Linked DNA regions of Mus musculus: regions 2, 3, 4, 5, 6 and 7 are each linked to region 1. The links are chromatin contacts, called in public HiChIP or PLAC-seq and promoter capture Hi-C maps. All regions are on one chromosome and are shown on one strand. Each heading gives the region's core, a stretch centred on a gene start, on an enhancer-like site or on the middle of the called end of the contact. The rest is flanking DNA. Distances are from core to core; before and after follow the strand shown. Region 1 holds the start of Zkscan2 (zinc finger with KRAB and SCAN domains 2). Region 2 holds the start of Nsmce1 (NSE1 homolog, SMC5-SMC6 complex component). Region 3 overlaps Nsmce1 (NSE1 homolog, SMC5-SMC6 complex component). Region 4 holds the start of Kdm8 (lysine (K)-specific demethylase 8). Region 5 overlaps Gm30717 (a long non-coding RNA gene). Region 6 has its middle 4.1 kb from the start of Gm30560. Region 7 has its middle 220 kb from the start of Gm30501.

Region 1 (3,547 bases), core at 406-2,905:
TCTTAAGAAAATTACCACTCTCTGATGTCTCCAGCTTGCATTTATTGACCTGTGTGTGGATTCACTTCTCTGCTGACAAATGTGCTCTTCTGCTCTCAAGACACAAACACTGGTGCTCAAGTAAACATAATAGTTAACTAGCAACCTTTTTAAGACAGGGCCTCGTGTGCCCAGGTTGGCCTCAAAACTTGCTTTGTAGTGAAGAACAACCCTGAACTCTTGATCCTGCTGCCTCCACCACCTCCAAAGTTCTAGGATTACAAGCATGTGCCATCACACCCAGCTCCTTCTTATCTTATACTCTCCTTCACACAGTTCATGGTAAATCTCCCTAAGTCCAACAAGCCTTCAAGTTTGTGACCTTGAGCTGCTGAGATGTGCACCTGGCTTAATACCAACAAGAGGGCCATGTACATAAAAGACCCTATTCTCATCCCATGACTCCCCATCACCTTTAGCGCTTGCACCACCCTTACTGAGGTCTCAGCGCCCTAAACTCTAAAATAGAGACAACCTCATCCTCTCTATGGGATTCTTGTGAAGGCCAGTCTTTGCTCAATCCCCACTAGAGGTCTGTCTTTTGGATCTCATCCTTAGTACTACTTCTTCCAAGAAATTCACCCAGACCTCTTACCTAAACCAAATCTTGAATGTGTTTCTCTTCTTGGAAGGATTCACCCCAGGTATACAGAACTTTATTTGTAACTACTAATGATAGGAGATCTTGTTTTGCTTATCACCTACCACCATGTCTGGTAAGAAACCAGTACTCAATAATACTATCTTTAAATGCAATTAAAACAGGCTGTGTATTGGCTCCATCTCTCCCGTGGCAGATACTAACTAGATGCACCCGCGGATTATTCCGTTCTGACCTTCCTTCAGTTTATGCCGTGCCATTTATCCTTATGGTATTCTCTATGCCGCTTCGATGCTAGAACTAGCCAAATCATGGCAAAACCTTTGAGAAATAAGTCATTGGTCTGTTTTCTAATAAGCTACCTGCCTCTGAGAATAAGAGTTGTGCTGCCCACTAACGATGCCAAGAGCCTAAAACATTGTCACAAAGTAGGCACTTACAGGACAGACATTTATGAGCCAGCAGGCTCTGAGACATCTAGCTATGAAGTTTTGCAGCAGTAGGGGAATCTAGGCCCGGTCCTATTAGGTCCCAGATAGCCCGTTGGCTACTCAGACCTCAGAGCCTTGGGTAATTAAGAGATTCCCCAAAATGAAAATAAGCCTTCTCCTGACCATACATTTGAACAGAGCTAGCCACACATCCTTCCTCAGGAGTCCTGGCTCCAACCAAGGCTCCCAGACAGTAGCAATCCATGCACAGCCAGATGCTGACTGTAATCCCTCCGCCAGTTGTCACAAAGAAGTCCCTCCACCCGCAACCCCAACACACACGCGCGCACCCCTTCCACTAAAGAAATTACTCCAGCCTCCCGCAACGTCTGCCTGGCCTGAGGCAGGACGCTAGCTCGCGTCCTGCTTCACAATCTCTGGAGGAATAGGATCAGACCTCAGCGTGTCCCTCCGCCCAGAATTTCCCTTCACCCTCATTCCTAAAGTCCCTCGGCGGCAAGTCGCGGTGCTGCGCGCTCTCGCGAGATTCCTCCACGCATGCCTTCCCGCCCCCCTCCTTGCCCGCGAGGAAGCCTCGCACGGACCCCGGTCGCGAGCGGCGCATGCGTGGCCGCGGCTCCCAGCGCCCCCCGCGCTCTGCGCTGGCGGAGCTGACAGGGCAGCGCGCCAGCCGTTCGCCGCCCCCCGCGAGGCCTAGCCTCATCCCGCAGCTTCTTCCCCTCTGGCCGAGGTTCTCGGCATCCTCGTGCGGAGGAACCCCGAGCGCTGCAGGCGCCGCTGCGAGTCCGGACATTCCTGCGCTCGCGCCCCTGGTGGGCACCTGCAGCGGCCTGGACCTGGACCAGGACCCCAGGGCTGGCCGCGCCTCGCGGACACACCCCCTCCCGATCGGCGCCTCCGCCCAGCATCAGTCCCCTGGGTCCCCTTCCAGCCTAGCTTCTAACCTAAGGTCTTTCCGACCTTGCACCTTAAAGAACCTCATGGGAGGGGGCGCATCTTGATTGGATAAGAGGCCGGGTTTGCAGACTTTGGGGTGGGTGCACATTCACCCTTTCAAGAGCCTTGTACAAATTTGATTAATCAGCCTGGAGTTCCTTGTCCCAGCTAACTGCTGTCTTTTATGTCTCTACGGTCCCATATTTCCAAGGGCATTAAGTGGAGGGCACTCGGAAGCTTCTCTGGGCCCTGACTTGGAGCTAGACCTGTTGGCCCCATTGGATCATGGCTACTGTCATGAACCCTCAGATCGACGTGGAAGTTGAGGAGTGCCTCATAATGAAAGTGGAAAAGGACTCCGAGTGGGTATCGGAGCCCATTCTGGAAAGATCAGGCAGCACTGAATGTGAGTCCTTCCGTAAATGCTTCAGGCAGTTCTGTTATGAGGATGTGACAGGACCCCATGAAGCTTTCAGTAAACTCTGGGAACTCTGCTGTCGGTGGCTGAAGCCAGAAATGCGTTCCAAGGAACAGATCCTCGAGCAGCTGGTAATCGAACAGTTTCTCACCATTCTGCCTGAGAAGATTCAGACCTGGGCGCAGAAGCAATGTCCAGAAAGCGGAGAGGAGGCGGTGGCCCTAGTAGTGCATTTGGAGAAAGAGACCAGAAGACTTCGAAAGCAGGTGAGCGAGGATTTTAAAGGGATGTGGTGGGAAAGGCAGGTGGGCAGGGCTACATTTCTGGAAGAAGAGCTCATTATAGAAATAAATGGGACTTTTAAAAGATCCGGAAACCAAATTCCCCAAAAAGCAGATTTGAAATTCATACTAAATGGAGGAGAGAATTTTGGTTGAACTATGATCTTGCAAATTAAACTAAAAGTATGGTTTGTTTGTTCTAATCCTCAGTATAATGTTTCTACCAAAACGATAGAGACAGTATTAAATAGCTAATGCCTCACAGGGTTTGGTGGGAGAGGGAGATCTCATGGATCTCCAGAGCCCTCCCTAACCCTTACCATTCCAGCAGGTGTCCTGTGAAATACTCTCTGTGCCGTGCTCCTCCGCGCTCATCCAGTTTAACGGCCAGATCATCATTTTTCTATGTCCCTGCTTGCCGGTCTGTAGTTATTCTCAGCGCCCTCTTGTTAACCGTGTGAAGTCCTCAGTGTCTGACAGGTTTACAGTCTCACCTTGCACAGGGTGTGCTCAGGAGTTGATTTTGTGATTCTTCACTTCACTAGTGTTCTGATTAGTTCTCTGTGCACCTGATATATAAGAGGACTTTGTAGTAATGACCCCTCAAAAAAATACACAAATAAAGAGCGCTCTCCTTTTCCCATATTCCCAAATGACTGTGAGCCCGCTTCCGTCCGTGGAGATCCTCTCCCCCCTCAGTTCTCCTGCCCTTTAACGTCTCTGTTGGGACTGCAATTCCTTTCCTCCGATTTTCTTTGTTGATGTTGACTTTGTTTTGCAGGTCAGTAGCCCTCTGCCTTCAGAGAAGCAAGCCCCACCT
Region 2 (3,547 bases), core at 589-3,088, 2.0 Mb before region 1:
GGGCTTTCAGCTTCTAAACCTGTCTGTAAGGAAAGAAACGACTGCGTCTCTCAGTTCAGGCTTGCGTGGCAAGTGTCTTCACCCACTGAGACATCCCCTTGACTTTGAATACTGACAATGGTTTGAAAGGCTTTTTAAGACTTCAGGGCAAACCAACTGTTCGAGCTTCCCATGAGGGCTGTTTTCAGAGTTTATACAAAGTTTTTTGTCATTGATAGTTCAGTTACCAAGAATTTATTATTCACCCCACCCCCAGTGGCTCACAGTTCATCTTCATAACCCTGTCCTCAGTTTGATACTATGGTTCTTTATAAATGGCCAGGATAAGGCTAGGGCTGGCGGAGTGCTTTGTCCTAGAGATGAGAGAGTTTGGGTTCAAGAACCAGGATTTGACCTTGGCCTTCCACCTCCAGAGATGAAGCTTTTAATGACCTCTGTATTGTTAGTCTCCCTACTCAGTTGAAGAGCTCTCCAGAAGATAAGAAGCTGTCCAAGACTCCAGGGGTGGTGAGAGGCCATGTATGTTTTCAGAGATTGGACTGTGCACTTCGTACGGTTGTATAATTAGTCACTTTTCCTGGGCGAGGCTGCATTTCCAGCTCTGAGACGTGCATCTGGAATTCTCGGAAAGGAAAAGCCTTGAGCAGGCAGAAGTGATTTCTTTGAAGTTACCCTTGTGGCAATTTCATCAGGCCTCACAATTCTTAGATGAGAGTGGCTAAGGCAGTACCACACCACACTTCTCGGCGGCCGTCCTAGTTTTCCCTGCACATTAGTAAAAAGTTTCTGCCCCAGGTAGTAAATGTCTCCGCTGACGTAATAAGCCAGATCATGCTGAATTAAAAATATAAAAGCAGGTTTACCGGGAGCAACTCTCGGGCAGTTTCAACGGTCTCAGAGAACGAGGCCAAAGAAGTCGCCATGAGACCCGGAGAAAAAGAGCCTAGCAAAAGAGAAACAGAAGGCAGAGCGACAGAGAAGAGAGTCCTAGGATGGCTGGGGTGGAGGCCTTTTCTCCACAACACGCACCTGGGTGAAGACTTAAGCAGCCGCTAGGTCCCTGAGAGCAGGCCAGAGGGGTCACCTGCATAGGAACAATTAGTTCTTTTAAATCTCTTATTCAGGACTGGTGTGTGTGTGTGATCGTCTCTTATGCTTTTTCCTCTGTGTGTGTGTGTGATCGTCTCTTATGCTTTTTCCTCTGTGTGTGTGTGCTGCATAGGAACAATTAGTTCTTTTAAATCTCGTATTCAGGACTGGTGTGTGTGTGTGTGTGAGATCGTCTCTTATGCTTTTTCCTCTGTGTGTGTGTGCCAGAGGTCTACGCAAGATGTGGTTCCTCGGAAGGCCTCCACTTTGTTTTTTGATACAAGGTCTCTCTTTGCCTGGGCAGCAAGCACTTTACAGATTACGCTCGCGGACCCCAGAACCGGCTGTTTTAACTCCACTTAGTAGCTCCATGAAAGGTCACCGCTCAACCAGTAGCGGCAGAGCCAAGTTTCTAGCTCAGGCCACAGGAAAACAAAAGCCATTCTTCGTCTCCAGTCTAAAGCCTGCAGTAGTTTTACTACGACACAGGCCGTGGGCCGTGGATCGTCCCGCCGTGGGTTCTCCTCCAGCGAGCGAGAGGCGGGGGCGGCGGAAGCCGTTCCGGGAAGTACGAAAACCGCGCGGGAAACCGCGTAGCTCAGAAGGCGGCTCACAGGTGCCAAGGCGCCATAGCAACAGAGCGGGCGGGGAAAACGGAAGTACTCCGCTGGTGAGCGGGAGAATGCGCGTAGCCCACCAGTAGGAGCTCCAGTCTGGCGATCTCTCCGCCCTGGAGGCGGGCTCCGATATGGCTTCCGGCGTGATCTCGCTGGTTTGCGGTACGTATGAAGGCTTTGGGGTGCTGCGGGGACCAGAGCGGGCATCTGTGGGCAACGGGATCGACCATGGGGTCGGCGCGGGCTTTGGCGCTGACGAGATATTGAAGCCCGCAAAAGGCAGGGGTTGGAACAGCTCTATAACAACATAAGTTGTTTATTTGTTAATTTAAATTTTAAAAAATTGTCTTTTCGAGACATGCTCTCACCATGTAGCCTAGGCTGACCTGGAACTCCTGTAGCTCCTGACTCCCGATCGCCTGATGGGTCAGGCGGAGAAAGTGTGCCTTGTCACTGACACTGTTTGGTGACAGCCACTTGTACCCTTCTGTTCAAAACGACCACACCCTCCCCTTGCGTGCCCCGCCTCCCCACTCCCCCCCCCCCTTTTTGTTTTGTTTGTGGAGCCAGCATTTGAAAGCCTGAGGCTAAATGTGTTCAGAATCATCCGTTTGTCCGATTTTGGAAAAGTATAGGATTCCTGTGCTCTGTGTTTTGTTGCATTTCGTACTGATAACCATAAATAACACCTCTAACCCAGACCAAGACTGGAGAAGTCTAGAGAAGGAACCTAGATCATGGTTTGTTCTGTCTGTCTGCCTATCATCTACCTACCTATCTAAGCAATCTATCTAATCATCTGTGGTTATGTTTTCTAGACAGGTTTTCTCTTTATTGCCGTGGTTGTCCTGGAATTCACTCTGTAAATTAGGTTGGCCTTGAACTCAGATCTGCCTGCCTCTATCTCCCATGTGATGAGATTAAAGGTGTACACCACCACTGCCCAGCAACCACGGTTGGGACTGGCAGTGCCTTAAAAGAAACTGCTTTTGCAGTACTGTCCGTCACTATCGCCATCACTTGTGTACCTTTGTAGCCCCAGCTCCCTCCTGGGGAACACTGTTCCTCATGAGGTTCTGGTGCGTTTCAAACCAGGCTGTGCCATCAGCGGATTAACACTGCCTAGCACAGGCCACCCATGCTGTACCCAAGCATTGCTTATTCTGTAAACGCCTTGGTTTTAAAGTCCTTTGAGTGGGCTGCACCTATCTATGGTTAATCCTCTCTGCAGAGTCCCTCATTGCAGATAGTTGCCATCCTAGCCACAAACAAGCATGGCTCCTGTGATCGGTTCCACACCCATTTTCTGACCCCTTTCCCCACATCACACCATTTGAACTTTTTCTGTACCACTCTTCTCTAATTAATATTTAAGTTGTCTTTAAGTATTTTTGTTTTGTAACATACTTATGAAGATAAAATGAACACCTCAGGTGTAGCACCACCAGATTAAGAAACGTATTATTCCATACCCCCAGCCCCCCATTGAATCTCCTCTACAAAGTTTCCCACTACTCTGAATTCTGTTTTCCTTGCTGTTGATAGGCCTCACTGAGTTGCTATGGCCCTGCCATGATCGCTGTGTACAGTTCTTTCTGTGTTTGGCATCCTTGTGAATGTGTGATTTGCTTTTTGCATATGGTGTGGTTTTGTGTGTTTGTGGTTTGTTTTGTGACAGTTTCTCTTTCCCTGGCTGACCTGGAACTGGCAATGGAGACCAGGCTACCCTTGAACTCAGATCTACTTGCCTCTGCCTCAGGGTGCTGGGATGAAAGGCAGCCACAGTGCCCAGCTTGCATGCAGTGTGTTCTGAGCAGTACCCATGTGGATGTGAGCAGCCT
Region 3 (3,547 bases), core at 756-3,255, 2.0 Mb before region 1:
CTCTCTATAAATTGTTCTAAGTATGACTTGGGGCTGGGACCTAAAAGTGATTTTATTAAAGAGGTCAGCTATGTAAAGTGCACAAGCCTGGGGTATAGAAGTTCATCTGTTCAGGGCCAGTTCCTCCTTGGGCATTAGCCAGCGCCGGACACATCCTCCTTCCTTCCTGAGTGTGTAAAGTGATTCCTCCCTGGGAAGCCATGTTGTTTCTATTACAGTGGCTCTTGAGCACCTGAGTCCCTTGTCAGAATTAGTATCAGTCTTTCAAAGTTGGTACCTGGGACGAGAAGGGGTCCTCACCGTGTGTCAGCCATCTTACATGCCCAGCAGAGTGTGTCATGGGAAAGGCCCCTTTGCATCGGCTCTGGTGTCAGGGGGCCGCAGTGGGAGGTGCGAATGTCAGCTCTGAGTCCTGGCTTCCTCCTCCCGCATCATTGTTTTCCACTTAATAGCTGATACTGATTTTTCATTTAACTTGGATTTATTAAACAAAGGGACAAAGAGCCACTGCAGCACATGTATGTTGCTATTACTGTGAACCCATGAGTCTGGGTCTTTGTTTGCCCTTAATGTTGCATGTCTTCCCCTGCTACCAATATTACCTTTTGTCTTTTAAGCTGGCTTTATTTTTGTTACACAGTGTTAGAAATGCCCACTTTCTGTAGGAAGTGAGACTGACCCTTTAGATGAGTCTTCTTTCTAGTGCAAGCCTTAGTAAGCTTAGTAACATAAATGGTGGCATGGTGTCTGTTTCTGTTTTTGTTTTTCCTGCAGTTTTTTTCTCAGTGGTTCTGTTTTTTGTTTTTTTTTCTTTATTTAAAATTTTTTTTTGCTTGTTTTTTTTTTGTTTTGTTTTGTTTTTTTTCATGACAGGGTTTCTCTGTGTCGCCCTGGCTGTCCCTAAACTCAGTCTGCAGACCAGGCTGCCTGTTAAACTCTGAGGCCTACCTGTGCCTCCCGAGTGCTGGCGTTAAAAGGCGTGAGCTACCACTGCTGGGCTTCCCAAAGTAACTCTAAAGTATAAATCCTTTGACATTATTTTAATAAGTGAAAACAGGTATACTCTGGTCTTGAAAGTATCACACTGCAGATCGGTAATTCTAGTGTATGAAGCTGGCCGTATGCCTTCACTGTGTTAGAGCAGGTTCTGTAGCCGACAGAGGGGCTGACTCTCCAAGCTGGGATGTGTAACACATGCCCTCTCCCTTTGCATCCTTTCCTGGTCTTTCTCACCAGCTGTTAGTATCTGTTCACCCAAGCCCCCTGCTTCTGGACCTTTTCCCCTCCTCAGACTCATGGCTCTCAAAAAGGTCCCTGTTGGTGGCCTCCTGATGGCTGGTGGCCTCCTGATGGTGGCATAGCAGGAGCTTCCGCTAGAGCCAGGCTCCCACAGTTCACACCGTCTCTGCCTGTGCTCAGAGCTGCCAGGGCCCGAGAAGGGCCAGTGGGAGGACACTTGGGCAATAGCTGCTTGGATTATGCTTAGAACAGGGCCTCTTCTGCTGTGAGTGCCTCACTTACCCTGTTGTGGCTCAGGCCTGGGCTGGCCCAAGGCCTTCAGATGTGTCCTGGCTAGCTTTCTAGGAGGAGGGAGCTGTGGAGGGCCACTGGTGCAGCATGAAGCCTTGGGGAAGAGGAAGGAAGGCTACTGTCTCAGTGGTCTGAGATAACAATCTTGTCCGCCTTTCTGCCTCACTACACCATCTGTCTCAGCTTATCTTTGAGCACTCCGGGAAGAAAGAAACCACAATATTGGCATTGGCCCAAGAAAGCCAAAACATTTCTGTTGGGGCTGCTAGTGTGGTCAGGGGCCAGAGATTGAAACAGGCTGTGTGTGCTTTTTCGACGAATCCACTCCCATCCCTGCCTGCTTATTTCCAGGAAATGCGACTGTAGATAAGCTGGAGGACTTCATCAACAACATCAACAGTGTCCTGGAGTCTCTGTATATTGAGATAAAGAAAGGAGTCACGGAAGATGATGGGAGACCCATTTATGCACTGGTATGCGAGGCAGCGCCCTCTAGTGGCATTTTGAGAAACTGGCTCAGAGGGCTCTGCAGTGGCTCGTGCGGGACCCATGCTTCTGAGAGAGGGGTGAGAAAGTGATCAGCTTTGTGGTGGACACGTGGCCTGATCCTTATGTGGTTTATTTTTAGGTGAATCTTGCTACAACTTCAGTTTCCAAAATGGCTACGGATTTTGCAGAGAACGAGCTGGATCTGTTTAGAAAGGCTGTGAGTACAGTACTCATTGCTACCATATGCAGCGTTTCTAACGGGAGGAAATAGAAACGGCAATTGTGGAGGCCACTGTCATGCTTCCCAGCTTCCTGGGTCTCACAGGGAGTGACAGGCCTTAAGCTACCTGTCAAACAGAGCACCTGAGAACTCGTGGGAGTGCATGGGTCCCAGTCCCTGGCCCAGAATGCTCCAAACCCAGCCCTGCACTTTAATGAGGCGCTCACTGGACGGTTTGTCCAAGCTTTGTAGCAGTGTGCTCAGCCCATGTGCCACACACCTGGCTAAGACGTTCTGAGTCCTGGGAGCACATAGCAGCTCTGGGGAAGGTGGGAAAGGAGCGCCCCTCTCCAGTTTCAGCTTGACTGGGCCCATCGAGGCAGGTAGACTTTCTAGTTTAACCATTTTGTGGTGCTCCTAGGCTGTCTACAGTGTGTGGAGAATAAAGCTAGGACAAGGGCCACAACCTGTGTGCACATTGGATACCTAGCACCTGTCGTAGGGATGTGCCTGGTGTGGGTCCATGCAGCTTCTCCTACCAGGGCTGGCTGGAGGCTTAGGTGTCGAGTTTGTTATTCAAATAGATGAATAAGGCACCTCTTTCTCTTGCAGCTGGAACTGATCGTTGACTCAGAAACTGGCTTTGCTTCTTCTACAAACATTTTGAACCTAGTTGATCAACTCAAAGGGAAAAAGATGAGGAAGAAGGAGGCCGAGCAGGTGCTGCAGAAGTTTGTGCAGAGCAAGTGGTTGATTGAGGTACCCTGGGGCCTCCCCGTTCACTCAGGAGTGCACAGTCTGTGTGCTAGCAGTTGAGCCCGGCCTGTCTGTGGGCCCTTCTCTATTGTAAGCTTTCCATGACCTCTGAGAGGAGAGCCTGTGTTCCCTGACTTTCACATGGTCTGTCTTAAGTGCTGCAGCCACAAGTGGAAGAGGCTGGAATCAATGGAAGGCTTATCAGATGCCTTTCAGAATGAAGTTGCTGGCTGTCCCTTCTGTAGACAGCTTGGAGCTGCTGCAAGCGTTTTCTTTTTTGTTGTTTGTTTGTTTTGTTTTGTTTTTTTTTCAAGGCAGGGTTTCTCTGTGTAGCCCTGGCTGTTCTGGAACTTACTCTGTAGACCGGGCTGGCCTCGAACTAAGAATTCTGCCTGCCTCTGCCTCCCAAAGAATGCTGGGATTAAAGGTGTGTGCCACCACTGCTCAGCTTTTTTTTTTTTTTTTTTTGGCTGCAAGGGTTTAATGGGAGTCCTGAAAAAAATCTGTGAGCTGTTGTGGAGGGGAGCATGGAGGCCCTCCACCTTGCCACCC
Region 4 (3,547 bases), core at 293-2,792, 1.9 Mb before region 1:
GCCTCTTAGAAAAGGCAGTATTAACCAAAAGGCCTGCCACAGAAGGGAGCAACTGTTGGTTTATAAACCAGTCTTTAACAGTGTACCCACACTAGCCTCTAAATTGGCTTCCCAGAGTACCATATAAAAGTTTATTGTGAGATGTATAAATAGGCTTCCAATAGTCAGGTATAGATGGCCTAACTGTGGAATTCACCACCTAAACCAGGAGACTATAAATTTAAGAGCCTAGACAAACAAAACCGGGGGTTATTGTTGGTAAAATGACACCCACAATCACCCAAACACAGGCCACATGTACCAGCCTCAATGGCCTCATATGTTCCAGTATAAGTTTCTCTCCCACAGTGCAACAGTTAATAGGCCTTAAAGACATCTTGCCGGCCATTGCTTTGCTTTTGAAGTTGGTAGGGGCTGTGTCTTTGCTTGCAAGGTGGCCTTCTGGTATTCTACATTCACGTGTCAGGCAAAAGGCACTGCTTTCAAGTAATGGCCAGGTGCGGGTTGCACAAAACGTTTCTCTGTAGCCTTAATTCTAAAAGGTCTTTAAATAAAGGCCCATTTGTTGGTGTACAAAACGACGCTTTTTGCGAAAGGATGTCACCCAAAGGGTGCAGGATCTAATCTGTGTGGTTCTATCTGGGCTTCCTAAGTGAACTAAGCTGCTCACACCAAAACCAAAGGAGCCAAAAACGGGGCCGAACGGAATCAAGCCTCGCTTCCTAAGTGCACTTTTTGGGGATGCATTACAGAAACCGGTTTTGGTTGCTAAGCGGGATGCTGGATGCCTTAGCATGAACAACAGTCTAGGGAAAGCACGTGCAGTCCTTCTCTCAAAGTACCCGGCTGCTCACGCCCTTCTGGACAGTCTGGATTGGAGGGCTGGCTAAGTGGCCTAAGAGAAGACGCCCCGACTCCCAGGAAGTCTTTGGTTGTTGCTGTGGACCTCTGTCCGCTTACGGGGGACAGGCGGACTTGGGCGAACGGGTTCGAGGATGGAGATTGGAAACAGGTAGCAGTGGCCGCAGCCATGCCTTCCGGACAGACGGCGCAGGCGTGGTTATGTGGGCCGGTCTCGCCACTAAACCTATCCTCACACTTGAACCACTAACCGAAGCCTAAAAGGGAAGGGCACGACAGTTGCACGCATGCGCTATTTGACATCCCTAGCAGCTCCTTCAACTGTTTGTGGGGAGCAGATAGCTACTACGCACGCGGCTTTTCAAGCAGCTCCCAGGCCTCCCAAGGCGCCTGCGTGAAACCGTCCCGGCTCGCCCGCGCCGGGCTTTAGCATGGCGCCTGCGCAATCCGTCCTTCACGGCCAGGCTGCAAGTCTAAGCAACTGCAGCTGCCTGGAGCTCCAACTAACCTCTCTGGCGCTTGGACTTGTTTGTGTCTCTCGTTGCTGGCGACGACTGGTTCCGTCCGGGCGAAGATTCTTCGGCTGGCTTTATCACCGACTACACCGAGAGCATCGATCACTTCTGACTCGGCTGATCGCGACGGGTGCCTAGAGGAACGCGGAGCAATCGATGCCAGGCCCCGCCCTCCTCCGGTTCAAAGACTTGGGAGGCTTGAGCTTTCTTTTCCGGGTCATACCTTGCAGAGCAGTTTGTCACTTGCGACTACCCAATCCTTCCAACTCAGATAATGAGTTCTCCCTATTTTACAGAGTAGGAAGCCGAGGTGGAAGAAAAATAGCCACATGATTTTAGAAGTCACGTATATAATTTGAGCCCACAAGTACTGCTTGCAGGACTGGTTTCCGTGAGTTGGCCTATGGTTTCTTTGCAGAGACAGACTATGTGGAGTGGTGTGGCAGTCAGTTCGAGTTTTGAGTTTCGAGCATTCTCTCCCGGTTGACTCCAGAGGTGCCTGGAGCAGCAGCAGCAAACGATTCCCTGCAGCGATCTGCTAGCCTTGGATTTGGAGTGTGACTTCTACTGGTCAGCAGGGATTGAGTCGGGATGTGGCACTCCTCAGTTTTCGTTTTCTCAGGAACACTGAATCGGTTGCTGCCACACCACTCCACACAGCCTGTCTCTGCAAGGAAAACATCCTTCCAATAGGACTTAGACAGAACTCCAGGATATCCCTTCATTCTCTGTGACAGGCCAGCATTCCAAAGTTCCATGCTTGGTCTTTTGTTTGTTTGTTTGTTTGTTTTTAGGGTGTGTGTGTGTGTGTGTGTGTGTGTGTGTGAGACAGGGTTTCTCTGTATAGCCCAGGCTGTCTTGGAACTCACTTTATAGACCAGGCTGGCCTCGAACTCAGAAATCCGTCTGCCTCTGCCTCCAGAGTGCTGGGATTGAAGGCATGCGCCACCACACCTAACTCATGCTTGGTTTAATAAGTGATTAATCGAACTACTTGTCCCCACTTATCAACAAAATGCTGGACAGCCAAATTAGGTGCCTGCATGTTGGTCCCCATGCAGCTGTGCACAGGCTGACACCCGGGGTGTAGTAGCTCTGACCTGCTATATTAGCAGGCCACCCTTCTATTTTATTTCCTGAATTTTCTAGCTTTGGATTTCTTTCCTGTGAAAGAAAAGCTCTAACTGGGAAGATGAGCAGTCGTTTAAGTGCTTGCTTTGCAAGTGTGAGGGCCTGGCTGTAAATTCTCAGTAAAAAGTCAAGTGCAGGGGCAAGCACCTGCAGTTCCAGAACTGGGGAGGCAGAGACAGGAGGGTCCCCAGGGTTTCTGTCCTGTCAGCCCAGCAGAGTCAGTGAGATCAAGGTTCAGTGAGAGATGCTTGTTTGGTTTTGAACCCCAGGACAAGGGACTCGGGTGCATATTTTACACACCAAAGCAGACCTGGCCTCCAGGTTCTCCCAGAATCCCTCAGTCCCTACCTGGCATACCCTGCTCCCAACCCTGAACTTTCTAGCGTGGGGGCTGGACTGCCCTTCCCCCCAGAAGCTCTTCTTCCCTATATAATCCAGACATTTTGGTCTCTCTCTTCACTCTGTGTGTGGGGCCCCTTTCTCTCTTTCTCCCTCCCTCCCTTCACTCTTCCCCTCCCTGTAACAACCCCCCGCCCACTACCCATGGCTCAACTTCCCTGGACTTGGGGCCAGTGAGCTTGCCCACCCAAGAACAGTTTTTCCAATAAACCTGCCTTTAATACAATCTAATCTGGCTTAAGTTGTCTCATTTCAGTGGTGGTGGCTTATCAACATTGTCTGAAAATGAGATGGAGAGCAATTTGGGAAGATACCCACCATTGACCTCTGACTTCCATATGTCCTTTCCCCCAGCCCCTTCTCTGTCAGCTCTTCTTGTTTAGTCTTCAGGGCACTTGCAGACTTTCTGACCACAAGCTCTCTACTACAATGATAAGCTATGGTCTTTTTTTTTTTCTCTTTTCGAATATATATATATATATATTTAAAGCTCTCTTTACTAAGTCAGAATTTGATCTTTATGTGACAGTGGAAGAGAGTTTGCTACAGAGATACTGTGGTAGGGTGGACGTTAGTTTCTGAGTTGTCCAAACAGATCCCGTAGCAATTGCCAAAGGAGACTTGAACCCAGAAACTGCAGT
Region 5 (3,547 bases), core at 309-2,808, 1.9 Mb before region 1:
TGAAGGAAACCCTCTCTTATGGAGGCAGCTGAGGAGCAAAAGATACCACAGGAAGGGGCTAGGTCCCACTATCTCCTGTGAGGACACACCCTCCTCATTCAAGGCCTCTTGCCAGGCTCTACCTCTCAATGGCACCAAACCTTCAAGGGGACTCCAAACTCTGGCAAAGGTGAGCCAGACCTGATGGCACACACATGAGATCACAGCACTCAAGAGGCTGAGTTAGAAGGATCAGGAACTCTAGGCAAGCTTGGGCTACATAGTGAGACTATCTTAAAAATAAAATATCAGGTGTGGATGTAGCTCAGTAGCATGGGCTTGCCTAGCATGCACAAGGCTCTGGCTTCAATTCTCACTACTGCAAAAACAGATAAATAATCTTAATCAAGCAATCAAACAAAACAACATATTTAAGAACCAAACCCACAAAGCTGTAGCAATGATGTTTGGGATAGACTTGAGGGACATGTTGGATTCCTCTTAATTTTTCCTCCACCGGAGCTTTACACACAACCTGATATTTTGTGGAGACTTTTCTTTCCCTTTTCTTCACTTAAAGACTCTCTGTGAACCCCTGTAACCACGGGTAGCTAGAAGTGCTTCCAGGCAGACTTTCCTCCTCCAGTGTCCCCAGGATTAGGTGCTTCTGTTTGTCTTGAGTGGCCTAAGAGAGAGTCCAGCAGGCTGAGAGACTGGGCTAGGCAGCTCAGAGTCCTTATACATGACAGGCTTCCGGCACGTGCCAACAGACGATGCTCTCCGTGTTCTCAAGCCTCTTAAAGGCGGACACTGTAACCCATACTGAGGAGGAGGACCACGATTCACGCTCAGCACCTGCTGTGGATCACACATGGAATGCTCTCCACAAGCTCACGTGGTGGCCACTTGGTCTCCAATCAGTGCTGTTCTTTTGGGAGGCTCTGGAAACTTTAGAATATGGAACCTAGCTGGAGGAAATGGGTCACCAGGGGTGGGCCATTAGGCATATATTATCTCTGGCTACTTCCTTTCTTATTCTCTACTTCCTGTCAACCATGTTGGAGAACTAACTGCACTCTCCGGAGCCTGCCATAGCTACTACCTCTTGGGAAACCGGGAGGGGCGGAGAGAAAAGGGAGGGAGAAGAACAAAGAAGATGGCAGGGGATGATGGGAGCCCTGCCAGTGAGCCGAGCGCCCCCACCGTACCTTCTCTGCTATGATGGTCCAAACCCTCCGAAACTATGAGCCAAAAAAAAAAAAATCCTTTTTCCTTCAATAACCAGCTTCTGTTGGGTATTTGGTCATAGCAATGAGAAAGATGAACAATAGTCCCTCTTACCTACTGTACACTGCAGGGAACTCCAGGTATCATTGCTTCACTCTTGCAAATATATGAGCCCGTCCATGCCCCACCCCGCCCCTGCTGCAGGACCCAGCTCCTACCCATTGCTCTTGTCCTCAGTCAGCCTCAGGGACACTGAGAGACTATCCCCTTCCCTCCCTCCTTTCCACATCTTGTGTCTGTCTTTGGTTACCTTGGTCCTGGAGAAGAGCAGAGAGGATGGCAGGGGATGGTGGGAGCCCTGCCAGTTAAAGGGGTTATGCTGCAGCGGTGAGGGGGGGGGAGGCTTTGGTCTTTGGAGGTTTGTTGGGGTGACTAGAGAACTAGCTGCACCCTAAGGAGGTTGGCAAAGAGGTAAGAGAGAGAAAGCAATGGCTCTCCCTGGCAAACAGAAACCCACTTTGCTCGGTTTCAGAGGAGTGCTGGTGCAGCCGGAACTGAGCCCGGACTGCCATCCTGGGGGTCGGGACCTGACAGTTATTATGTGTGAGTGATGTCATGGGATTATTATGGTATGTTACGTGATTTTTGGAACTTCATGAATTGTCTCTTGGCTTAAAGCTAAAGAGGAGAACATCTGCTTCTTATTGTTGGAAGACTGCTGTCTCTGGGGGAGTGGGTAGGGATTCTGAGGAAAACAGCTATTCTCATGGAATTCAGAGAGGAAAGAGGAGCCAGGGTCAGCGCCTGACCACAAATGGTAGTGGGTCTCATCCATTTCCAGAGCCTGGTAGGTGGGTTGGGCGTGTGTAGTCAGCTCTGTTCTGTCCTCTCCTCCCAACCTCCTACATCTCTACCCCTTACTGAGTTCTCATTTACTCTCTGCTTCTCTGTGTGACGTGAGCAACTTATTTCACTTTCTGTGTCTTGGTTTCCCCACCTGTAAAATAGAAAACAATAATGCCATCTAATTCTGTTGTACAGAGGGTCACATGAGCTCTGCCATGTCACCTGACCTGGAGCGACAGCTTGATGGCCAGGTCTTTCTTAGCAATCATGAAATTATTAAAACAGACACAGATGCTACTAATGATAACTAGGTTCTAAGATGATTCAGTGGTCGTGAGGTCTACTAGTGAGTTATTAATCTAGTGACTGCAGTTCCCATTTCCTGTGACTCTTACAGCCAGGCAGCACTTTTCCTGGAAGGGCTTGACAGAGGGAGTGGGATGACAGGTTCAAATCTGTTACTTTCTTGCTGTGTGACTTTGGGCCAGCCCCTTAACCTCTCTATACCTCAGAAGTTGTAAAATGGGAAGTCACATGACCATGTGCTTAGCAGGAGGTTAGGTTGAAGGAAATGTTTCCTGTTACACTATTATTCTATTAGGCAGTCAGGCAAACGTCGGCCCAGCAAATTCTAAGAGGATTCAGATATGTTGGGATCTGACAGAAAGTCTGGTGAGAAAGCAGGACCAGGAATAGGAAGAGAAGAGGGAAGATATTCAGGATACGGCCCTTTAAGAGGTCCTTCTGCTCAGTAGTGACCCTATGCACCTACAGAACTGAGAGCAAGGGCCTCCTTAAACCCACAGGCTGGGCAGTGCCTTCCTTGCTTCCCAGTTCTCTCCTTGGAAAGAAGCCACACCTATCCACTCCACAGTAGTGAGATGCTGAGTGCAGACTCCATGGCAGCCACCAGCAGCATAGAGATGGACAGTACAGCAGCATAGTGTGGGAGTCTGCAAAGAGAACGAAACACTGCCAGGCTCTGGACGTTTCTCTTTAAATTAAATTTTGTATAGTAATACTAGTAAGGCCGCTGGATGTGTGAGCTTTGGGGAGGGTCTAGTTACTTGTTGCTGGAACAATATATGTTATAGATTCGACATCCAAGAGGGAGGGTCAGCTTTGAATCATGGTTTCACGGTGTTTGGTCGTTGGGCATTTTGTGCTCAGCCAGAACATCACAGTGGTGGAATGTGTGGTGGTGGCCATTCTTCATGGCACTACAGGCAGGAAGTATAGGGCAGAAGGGCCTGTGCTCACCGAGGGTCCCCACCCTACCCTGCCCCGCATTTCACCTCCTAAAATACCCAGCATTTCACCTCCTAAAATACTCAGCCTCTCCCAAGACAGCGTTACCAGGGACCAAACAAAAGCCTAGGGATCAAGGACACTCACATCAGAGCACCACAGAGGGGGGATATAGCTGGACAAGACAAAGACACAGCTATGGTTTTTTTTGCAAAAGGGCCTTCTTAGATGTCAGCAGGAATAGACT
Region 6 (3,547 bases), core at 562-3,061, 1.9 Mb before region 1:
AGGCGAGTGATCTGAGCTGACATTTTCTTTGCCTCCCTGGCTACTATCTAGGGAATGTGTGTTGTTGATGCTGGAAGCTGGATTTGGAGGCTTGGTCCCCAGCCTGTGAGTGGTGCTGGAAATTTTAGAAGGTGGCCCAGTGACATGAAGTAAGTCATGGGGGTGTGGCCTCTAAATAGATATTGGAGCTCCCAGTCCTTCAGCCTCTGTCTTTTGCTTCCTGGATGTTCTCTTTTGTCACATGTTCCCACCACAATGTGCCAGCAAGCCGGTGACCATGGACTGAAATCCCTGAAACTGTGTGCCACAAAACCCTTTCCTCCTAAAATCTTGGTGCCCCACGGAGCTGTTCACCTTGGTTTTAGAGCCTGGAAATACAGGTTTATCAAGAGCATCTACCTCAAAAGCTTACTGCAGAGATCAGTGGTGAGGATGTAAACAAAGTCAAGCGCTGAGCACTGAGAGAGCTGTACAGTCACTATGATCTCCCGTCTAGAGCCAGGGTCAAGTTCAAACGCCTTGAGGGATGGTCCTCATTCTCTCCTAGCTTCCTTGTCTAAGACTCCAGGTATGAAGAAGGGCCAGGGATGGGGCGGGGGAGCTGGGGCATAGTTGTAAACTTCTGAGTTCGAGGCGGCTTCCAATAAGAGCTTTTACATCGGTGTCCCTAGGCCAGGCCATCTCTTAGTACATAATCTTGTCACATGCAAATGTGCAGCCACACTGTGCATTTGCTGGCTGATCTGTTTATCACAGGTTGTTACTAGTTAGTGTTTGCCACGGTCTGGTCTCCTGGCTCTCTAGCACAGCCTGGCACGGAGGAGACACTCTCTGAACACTCTGCTGAACGGATGAAGAAGCTGGGGACTCCATGCCAGTGGCAGGCTGTGCCCCTTGATGTGGAGGAGCACAGAGGGAGACGACAGGTGGGAGGGACTGTGATGTCATCAGCCTCACCCACAGCCAGGGTCATCCCGGGGTACTCACTGGCAGGGTCACTTTGGAGAGAGCCTCCAGACACTTCCCACATGCTTTGTCCATGAGGCAGAGCCGAAGCCTGAAGTTCTACAAGGTCCAGCAGCTTAATACCCACTTGTTAGCTGGGTGCCTTTAATTCCTGAGGGTCTCTGGTTCCTCCTTGTGACACGGAGACACATAGTACTAACGTCAAAGATTCTGGCCATGAAATAAGCTCACCTATGCAAACAGCCTGGGAGGGGAAAGTGCTCAGTCTGGTATTGCTGTGTCCTGAGGCCAGGCTGCCCTTGAACTTGTGGCTCTATTTCTGCTTCTGCTTTCTGAATGCTGGGTTTGCAAGCGAGTATGAGCACTGTCATTCCCAGTGATTCTCTGGCACCACCAGGCCTAGGCTTCCTGGCTGCCTGAGACTTCTTCCCCGCAGCCTCCACATTGGACTAACCTGGCTCCATCTGGCCGCTGGGCTGCAGCAAAGAGCTTCCCTTGATGCTTCCACCAGGACTTAAAAAAAAAAAAAAAGGAAACCCTTTCTTGGATTGCTGCCCGCGGCAGACACAGTTTAAATTAACTCAAACCATTTTCTCTCCCCCCCACCTTTACTGATCCGTTTTCACGGAAGGGAATAGGAAGCCTTTTCAGAAAAGAGCGTTAGGAAGCGCTTATCTTTCTGCTCTCCAGAGGATGCCAGGGCAGGAGGTCCTAAGGTTTGTAGCGAGAGCAAGGAAGTGGCTTTTAAGGAGGAGTTTTCGGGAACTCGGTGCAGCGCACATCCCTAGGGAAGAGTGCAAGGTCCCGCCACACCGCCGCTGCAGTGCCACATATGACCGCTAGGGGGCACCCAGGCCTTATGACTGCTAGAGCCTGAGCGGCGTCCACGAGTTGAGACTGCGCGCGTGCTCAGGTTTGCGAGCCTGCGACCAGAGCCCGCGCTTGCAGCGGCGTCCTAAGTCCCTAGCAGGTCTAGCGCGGAGCCTCGCGCTCCTCTCCCTCCCTCCCACCCCATCTGTGACTCATTTATTCGGCTTTTCTCCCTTTGTTTCATCGAACCTATGTGCAGCTCCCCTCCCTTTCTCTTTCCCTTCCTTCTCCCCTCCCTCCCTCCCTCCCTCCCGTCCTCTCCCGATTTCATTCCTCCATTCCCTCTGCACATCTCTTCACAGTGTCTTCCACCTACCCATGCACCCTTCCGCTCGCTCTCGCGCTCCCGCCTTTTCTGCCCTCCTACTCTCCTCTCTTTCTGGATTTGGCCTGAATAACTTCAGATTTCCTGCCAGTCGACTTCGGGTAGTGGGCAGCTTTTCTGCGCCTTAGACCAACCTTCGCGGCTCCGTGAGGCTGTGTGGTGAGGGTCCGCAGTGTACAGGGGACAGTGCATGGCTCCCTGGATCCGGACTCCAGCTGTGCCTAAGCTCTCCAGAAAGCTTTAAAACATTGCTGAGCTCTGGGCTAGGTTGTTGGATAGTAGATAAAGTACCTGTTGACCAAGTGGGAGTCCCTGGCGTCCCCCCCCCCCCCCAGCACCACAAACACAGTTTTAAGTTTTGGGAGTCCTGCGCTCTCTGCCCCCCCCCCCTTTCCCCCTAAGGCACAGCTTGTAACATAGAGTTATAGTTGGAGGCTGAAAATGATTTTGAGTGTTGACAAAGGGTGTGAGGGGAACCCATTTGCTTGGGATTCGGATTCAGTGCTGCGCTCTTTCCACCCTGTTCCAGGAATTTGCAGGTTTAGCTCCAGTCTCATCTCCTCCACCCCCAGGCCAGCACCAAGCAGCAAGGCTGTGCTCTGGAAGGCCTGCCTGTCCTGGCCACATTCCATTAGCAAACAGCATTTCCTCTGTTCCCCAAGCTTATCTGTGGGTCCTCTATGGTGCTGGGGGTTCCCAGTGGGCAGAGCTGGGGTAGGACACCGGAGGCCTGGCCTGAATCTTTGCCCTCTCTTTCCTGCTAGTTTTGCCACGAGGACTTCTTTGGCTCAGAGCCACCCACATAGTTGCCAGGGGAGAAACTTCCAGAGCCGGGCCCAACAGCTGTCTTGGAGGCCTTGCTGGCCAAGACTGATTCCTGGGTGTGGCTGCTCCTCTCTTGGGAGGAAAGTAAGTAGTTTTGGGGTCCAGAGTCATCTAATGAGTATTAGAAAAGCAGATAGGGGTGGGGTGGGGGCTACGACTATTTGGCCTAAGAGGTGATGGGGGTGGGGCGGATGAGGGAGAAGTTGCCAGTCCTTTCCAGGTGGGAAGGTGCAGGTGTGAGTCCCAGCCAGAGTTTTCAAGCTGTGCTCCTGTGACAGAAACATTTCAGAGTGGTCCCCGGTATCCTTTGCATGGTGGGACAGGTCCAGTATAGTCTTTTCTACCAGAACCAAGCAAGCAAGGCTTGGGAAGGCTTAACGAATTCCATGAGGTCACTGTTCTAGATGGTACTATTGGCATATTTTATTCTTTTCCTCTTCCTGAGTAAATCTCACTTTCCAGCCGTTTGCAGTTAGCTAAGACTGTTTATTTTGTTCCGGCAAAGGGAAGTGGAGGTGAGAGTAAACCTTTTCAGTCCAAAACAGGAAACTTCCTCTGTGT
Region 7 (3,547 bases), core at 648-3,147, 1.5 Mb before region 1:
ACAATCCCCCTGAGCCCTCTCCTCTGTGCCTCTTTGATCTTTCATGTTTTGTGCAACTGTGGTATGAATAACCTAATAACATCAATGGTACACGGAGGGTGCAGCAGACATCATATGGAACCCTCAGTGGGCACACTTTTATTGCACCCTCAGCTGCACCTATCACAGCTGCATTTGGGGAATGTCAAACATTCAAGCTCAGAGAAGAGAGAGGACTTGCCAAGCTCACATAGCTCCTTGGCAGAAGGATCCAACAGTAGCCAGGTAGCAGGTCCTTCATGGCTGGACCTGCTAACCCTAGAGCTTGGCATCACAGTTCTTGAGGCCAGCAGGGCATGCGCCTTGAATATGTTTTGCACACATTTTTTTCCCCTATAGATCAGTGCTTTGGTGTTTTTTGATTTTTTCTTCTATTGTACCCCATATTTTTGCGCTACATAGTTTACTAATTGCACTACACATTTTAATATAATGAGTAGAACAGAGATCTGCTTGAGAAATGTAACCTTTGGAGGCTCACACACCTTGGTGGTATGTGAGCCATAATCATTGTTACTCTGAAGGTCTGCGCTGTCTAAGATGCATGCTGTGTTACATGCAGGGAGGGTCTGCCCTATTCTCTCTCCGAGTCACAAGCGATTTGACTATACTGATTAAGCTTATGTAGTTCTTTGTTTATTAATGTAATTTATTTGCTATCACCTTTATAAGCAGTGTTGGGAATTGAACCTAGGATGTGTGATTGCTACACAAATACTCTACCACCGCGATACAACTGTAGCCTATTTAGTTTTAATTTCCTGATTAGCACATTAATTATGAATATTGCATCTGGGATTGAATTTGGTATCCCCACACACGCATCCAGGATGCTCTGATCAGTTCCAACCTCTCTCTCCCTCCCTTTCTCCACCCTTCTTAGCCTCTAAGAATCAGGTTGAATTTATTTTTATTTTAGCATCCAAGTCTGAGAGAGAACGCGAGGTTCCTGTCTTTCCATATCTGGCTTAGTTGACTGCTCAGTTGGGCCTCCGGTTCTAACCTATTCTCTAACAAACAAGACTGTTCTTTCTCACAAGAAACACTCAATTGGGTGTGTAAACCGCCTGGGCTGGCTACATAGTTTCTACCAGGTGAAAGAAGTGAGAAGCAGACTGAGAGATTTTCTTGAGTTAGTATGTAGTAATGAATGACAAGTTTGAAGTCAAGCTGTCTGCCCCCCACCCCTACCCCACCCCCACTCCCTGAGTTCAACCCTTTAACGGTGACATCGCACCACCCATCATTGGTGTGAACTGTTTGGACTGCCTAAGGTGTCCGAGTGTTTTCAAAGCAAGAGAAGCAGCTTGTGACCATCCTTCTCAGTAGACACAGGGGAACCAAGGCCTGAGACAGGAAGGGAGAAGCCTGTAGTCTCCTGGGCAGGAGGCAAAGAGCACAGGTCTGTGTGGGAGTGCAGACGCTAGCCTTGGCGAGTACGATAACCAGATCCTCCCTCAGCTGCAGTTTCCTTGGCCTTTGGAGAATTCCTTTCTCCCTGTAGGGCTGTGATGTTCACATTCGCACACACACTCTGCAGACGAAGTTTTTATCTCATTAGTCAAAGAAAAAGTAACTTCTGAACTTGGTATATCTGTGTGATAGACTTCAAGTAAATTGTAGTTTTATTTATAGCTCCCTGTCTTCCAGAAACTTAAGCGGCAATATGTTATTTGGCTCATAAAAAAATAAAATAAAATAAAATAAGATGACACCTCGGGCAGCACTGTAACTAATTAGGGAGGCTTCGAAACTGCTGTTAATTCCAGACTCTAAAATGCGCACAGGCAGTGCCAGCAGCCAGCCCCGCGATCCCGAGGAGGACTGCCTCATGCAGCTGCGAAGCTCAGATTTCACATTAAGTCAAACAATTATTTTGACGGGTTGAGTGAGCTCCGCAAAGTGCCATTATAATAAAATCCTTCAATTGCCTTGCTGAGGCGCTGGCACCGATGGGGGAAGCTGGATGATGGCGGGGCCTCTTAGAAAGCCTGGCAGCCAGCATCCTCCTCACTCGGGTGCTGCCAGACACTTATTGCAGAGGATTTTGTGAAGCATCCAGAGCTTCTGGGACTGGAGACAGGGCAAGGTGTCCTCAGGAGTGACAGCAGTAACTGAAGGCAGCCAGGGTTTCTTGCTTTGATTCCTCTTTCTTTCTTTCTTTCTTTCTTTCTTTCTTTCTTTCTTTCTTTCTTTCTTTCTTTCTTTCTTTCTTTCTTTCTTTCTTTCTTTCTTTCTTTCTTTCTTTCCTTCCTTCCTTCCTTCCTTCCTTCCTTCTTTCTTTCTTTCTTTTTTTTCTTCCTTCCTTCCTTCCTCCCTCCCTCCCTCCCTCCCTCCCTCCCTCCCTCCCTCCCTCCCCCTCCCTCCCTCCGTCCCCCCTCCGTCCCTCCCTCCCTCCTTCCTTCCTTTCTTCCTTCCTTCCTTCCTTCCTTCCCTTTTCTTTTCCTTTCTTTCCTTTTTCCCTACTAGCATTATTGCTATTTTTTGTTTAATTTGAAGTAATTTTGAATGTGAAAGAAAGTTACAAAGGCAAGATCAGGGATGAGAACTCTTGGGCAGCTTCAGCCCCTACCAAATTGTGAATCTTATACTTAACCAGGGTGAGTTTCCTCCAGACACTGAGGATACACTGCTAAGAAATACATGACACCCCCATTGCCTTGGAGTGCAAGTTAGGGGTGAAATAGAGTCAGACCATGCCGTGCAGATGGTCACAAGCATCAGCTGTGTTAACTCCTCAGGAGGGCAGGCAGCCACTGCTTTGCTACAACTGGGTTCATGATTCATCATGGGAATTGCCTCCAGTGCTCTGGACTCTAGAGAGTAGAAAAGGAAGAAGAGACTATAGACATGATCATCTGAGATCTGACAGAGCTGGCTCCTGTTTCCATGTGCTTTGCATCCAGTCTCTCAGTTCAACTGTGGTAGAAAGGAAGGATCTCTTCCCTTGGTCTAACCTGAGCAGGGTGCATGCCTTTAAAGTTTGTGAAATCTTGTTAGAGAATTAAGGGGTGGTGGTACGGGCATTCGTTCATCTGCATGATTGCAGGACCATTGTGACAGAGCCTCATCTGGCATCTATTCTAGTCCTCAGGGATCAAGTCACTCTGCAGCCAGGCTCCTTTTATCAGGACCCTGGACAGTGTTCTCCGTTGGGTCCTGCAGTAGTATGTCTCTTGGGATTTTGCATTTTGCTTCTGCTGGGCTTCTTCTCTTCAGCCTCTCTACTGATAATCCTCTCGGGGTTTGGGGTGCTCCTGGAGCACAGAACCTACCTCCAGATGCAGCTTTTGTTGTATGGTCTTCATGCCTAGACACCTGAAGCTTGGCTTGCAGGGCGCCTTCTGAGTTCTTCTAGACAGCTGATGGGTGCTGCATCTTCCTTTGTTTTTACTTCCAAGCACTTTGCGCAACTGAACAAGTTACAGAAATGTTTTATTTTGCCTTTCCCTGCCATTGCAATGGAGGTCATTTAATGATGATTGTGAAGTGAAAATATGGCTCCTTC

The links. Promoter capture Hi-C pulls out the DNA fragments that hold promoters and counts their contacts. HiChIP or PLAC-seq counts read pairs in DNA pulled down with a chosen protein or histone mark.
Region 2: an H3K27ac HiChIP or PLAC-seq map of embryonic stem cells shows a contact between it and region 1, with 9 times the contacts expected there. The contact joins the promoter of Nsmce1 here to the promoter of Zkscan2 in region 1. A contact is called at or near these places in 6 of 39 promoter capture datasets (3T3-L1-derived adipocytes, cranial neural crest, embryonic stem cells and 3 more), 5 of 115 datasets of contacts at active chromatin or transcription factors (embryonic forebrain, embryonic midbrain, embryonic stem cells and 1 more) and 1 of 9 other capture datasets (embryonic stem cells).
Region 3: a promoter capture Hi-C map of stem cell-derived epiblast-like cells shows a contact between it and region 1, with 5 times the contacts expected there. The contact joins the enhancer-like site here to the promoter of Zkscan2 in region 1. A contact is called at or near these places in 9 of 39 promoter capture datasets (3T3-L1-derived adipocytes, embryonic stem cells, frontonasal cranial neural crest and 4 more), 4 of 115 datasets of contacts at active chromatin or transcription factors (embryonic forebrain, embryonic midbrain, neural tube and 1 more) and 1 of 9 other capture datasets (embryonic stem cells).
Region 4: a contact with region 1 is called in a promoter capture Hi-C map of embryonic stem cells, with 6 times the contacts expected there. The contact joins the promoter of Kdm8 here to the promoter of Zkscan2 in region 1. A contact is called at or near these places in 9 of 39 promoter capture datasets (the 3T3-L1 cell line, cranial neural crest, embryonic stem cells and 3 more) and 11 of 115 datasets of contacts at active chromatin or transcription factors (VIP interneurons, astrocytes, differentiating embryonic stem cells and 7 more).
Region 5: an H3K4me3 HiChIP or PLAC-seq map of embryonic hindbrain shows a contact between it and region 1, with 17 times the contacts expected there. The contact joins the enhancer-like site here to the promoter of Zkscan2 in region 1. A contact is called at or near these places in 16 of 39 promoter capture datasets (the 3T3-L1 cell line, 3T3-L1-derived adipocytes, the HPC-7 cell line and 10 more), 1 of 484 Hi-C or Micro-C datasets (embryonic stem cells) and 4 of 115 datasets of contacts at active chromatin or transcription factors (differentiating embryonic stem cells, embryonic hindbrain, embryonic midbrain and 1 more).
Region 6: a contact with region 1 is called in an H3K4me3 HiChIP or PLAC-seq map of embryonic forebrain, with 14 times the contacts expected there. The contact joins the enhancer-like site here to the promoter of Zkscan2 in region 1. A contact is called at or near these places in 15 of 39 promoter capture datasets (the 3T3-L1 cell line, the HPC-7 cell line, cranial neural crest and 9 more), 1 of 15 datasets of contacts at CTCF or cohesin (large pre-B cells), 3 of 484 Hi-C or Micro-C datasets (CD8 T cells, bone marrow-derived macrophages and cochlea), 9 of 115 datasets of contacts at active chromatin or transcription factors (SST interneurons, astrocytes, embryonic forebrain and 6 more) and 2 of 9 other capture datasets (embryonic stem cells and liver).
Region 7: a contact with region 1 is called in a promoter capture Hi-C map of second pharyngeal arch cranial neural crest, with 5 times the contacts expected there. The contact joins the enhancer-like site here to the promoter of Zkscan2 in region 1. A contact is called at or near these places in 9 of 39 promoter capture datasets (the 3T3-L1 cell line, 3T3-L1-derived adipocytes, the HPC-7 cell line and 5 more) and 1 of 115 datasets of contacts at active chromatin or transcription factors (embryonic forebrain).

The regions. Positions count from the first base shown.
Region 1 is chr7:123,498,734-123,502,280 of GRCm38.p6, reverse strand. It overlaps Zkscan2 (zinc finger with KRAB and SCAN domains 2), which reads left to right and starts at 1,655. Exons shown (of 7, transcript NM_001081329.2): 1 at 1,655-2,712; 2 at 3,509-3,547. The coding sequence starts at 2,314.
Region 2 is chr7:125,489,734-125,493,280 of GRCm38.p6, reverse strand. Nsmce1 (NSE1 homolog, SMC5-SMC6 complex component) reads left to right here and starts at 1,838. Exons shown (of 8, transcript NM_026330.4): 1 at 1,838-1,868.
Region 3 is chr7:125,470,564-125,474,110 of GRCm38.p6, reverse strand. Nsmce1 (NSE1 homolog, SMC5-SMC6 complex component) reads left to right here. Exons shown (of 8, transcript NM_026330.4): 3 at 1,882-2,003; 4 at 2,159-2,236; 5 at 2,852-2,998. Among named protein-coding and RNA genes, the nearest start is that of Nsmce1, 19 kb to the left of the region's middle. Within about 2 kb of position 2,005, at least 173 of the 459 cell types and tissues checked have an H3K27ac peak or open chromatin away from gene starts, as enhancers often do.
Region 4 is chr7:125,442,615-125,446,161 of GRCm38.p6, reverse strand. Kdm8 (lysine (K)-specific demethylase 8) reads right to left here and starts at 1,542. Exons shown (of 8, transcript NM_029842.5): 1 at 1,370-1,542.
Region 5 is chr7:125,422,197-125,425,743 of GRCm38.p6, reverse strand. The region is part of intron 1 of Gm30717 (a long non-coding RNA gene); the gene reads left to right. Among named protein-coding and RNA genes, the nearest start is that of Gm30717, 4.9 kb to the left of the region's middle. Within about 2 kb of position 1,558, at least 31 of the 459 cell types and tissues checked have an H3K27ac peak or open chromatin away from gene starts, as enhancers often do. A contact at or near this core is called in the HPC-7 cell line, where this site is marked.
Region 6 is chr7:125,392,100-125,395,646 of GRCm38.p6, reverse strand. No RefSeq gene overlaps it. Among named protein-coding and RNA genes, the nearest start is that of Gm30560, 4.1 kb to the left of the region's middle. Within about 2 kb of position 1,811, at least 135 of the 459 cell types and tissues checked have an H3K27ac peak or open chromatin away from gene starts, as enhancers often do. A contact at or near this core is called in CD8 T cells, embryonic forebrain, embryonic limb bud and 2 more, where this site is marked.
Region 7 is chr7:124,989,296-124,992,842 of GRCm38.p6, reverse strand. No RefSeq gene overlaps it. Among named protein-coding and RNA genes, the nearest start is that of Gm30501, 220 kb to the left of the region's middle. Within about 2 kb of position 1,897, at least 23 of the 459 cell types and tissues checked have an H3K27ac peak or open chromatin away from gene starts, as enhancers often do. A contact at or near this core is called in second pharyngeal arch cranial neural crest, where this site is marked.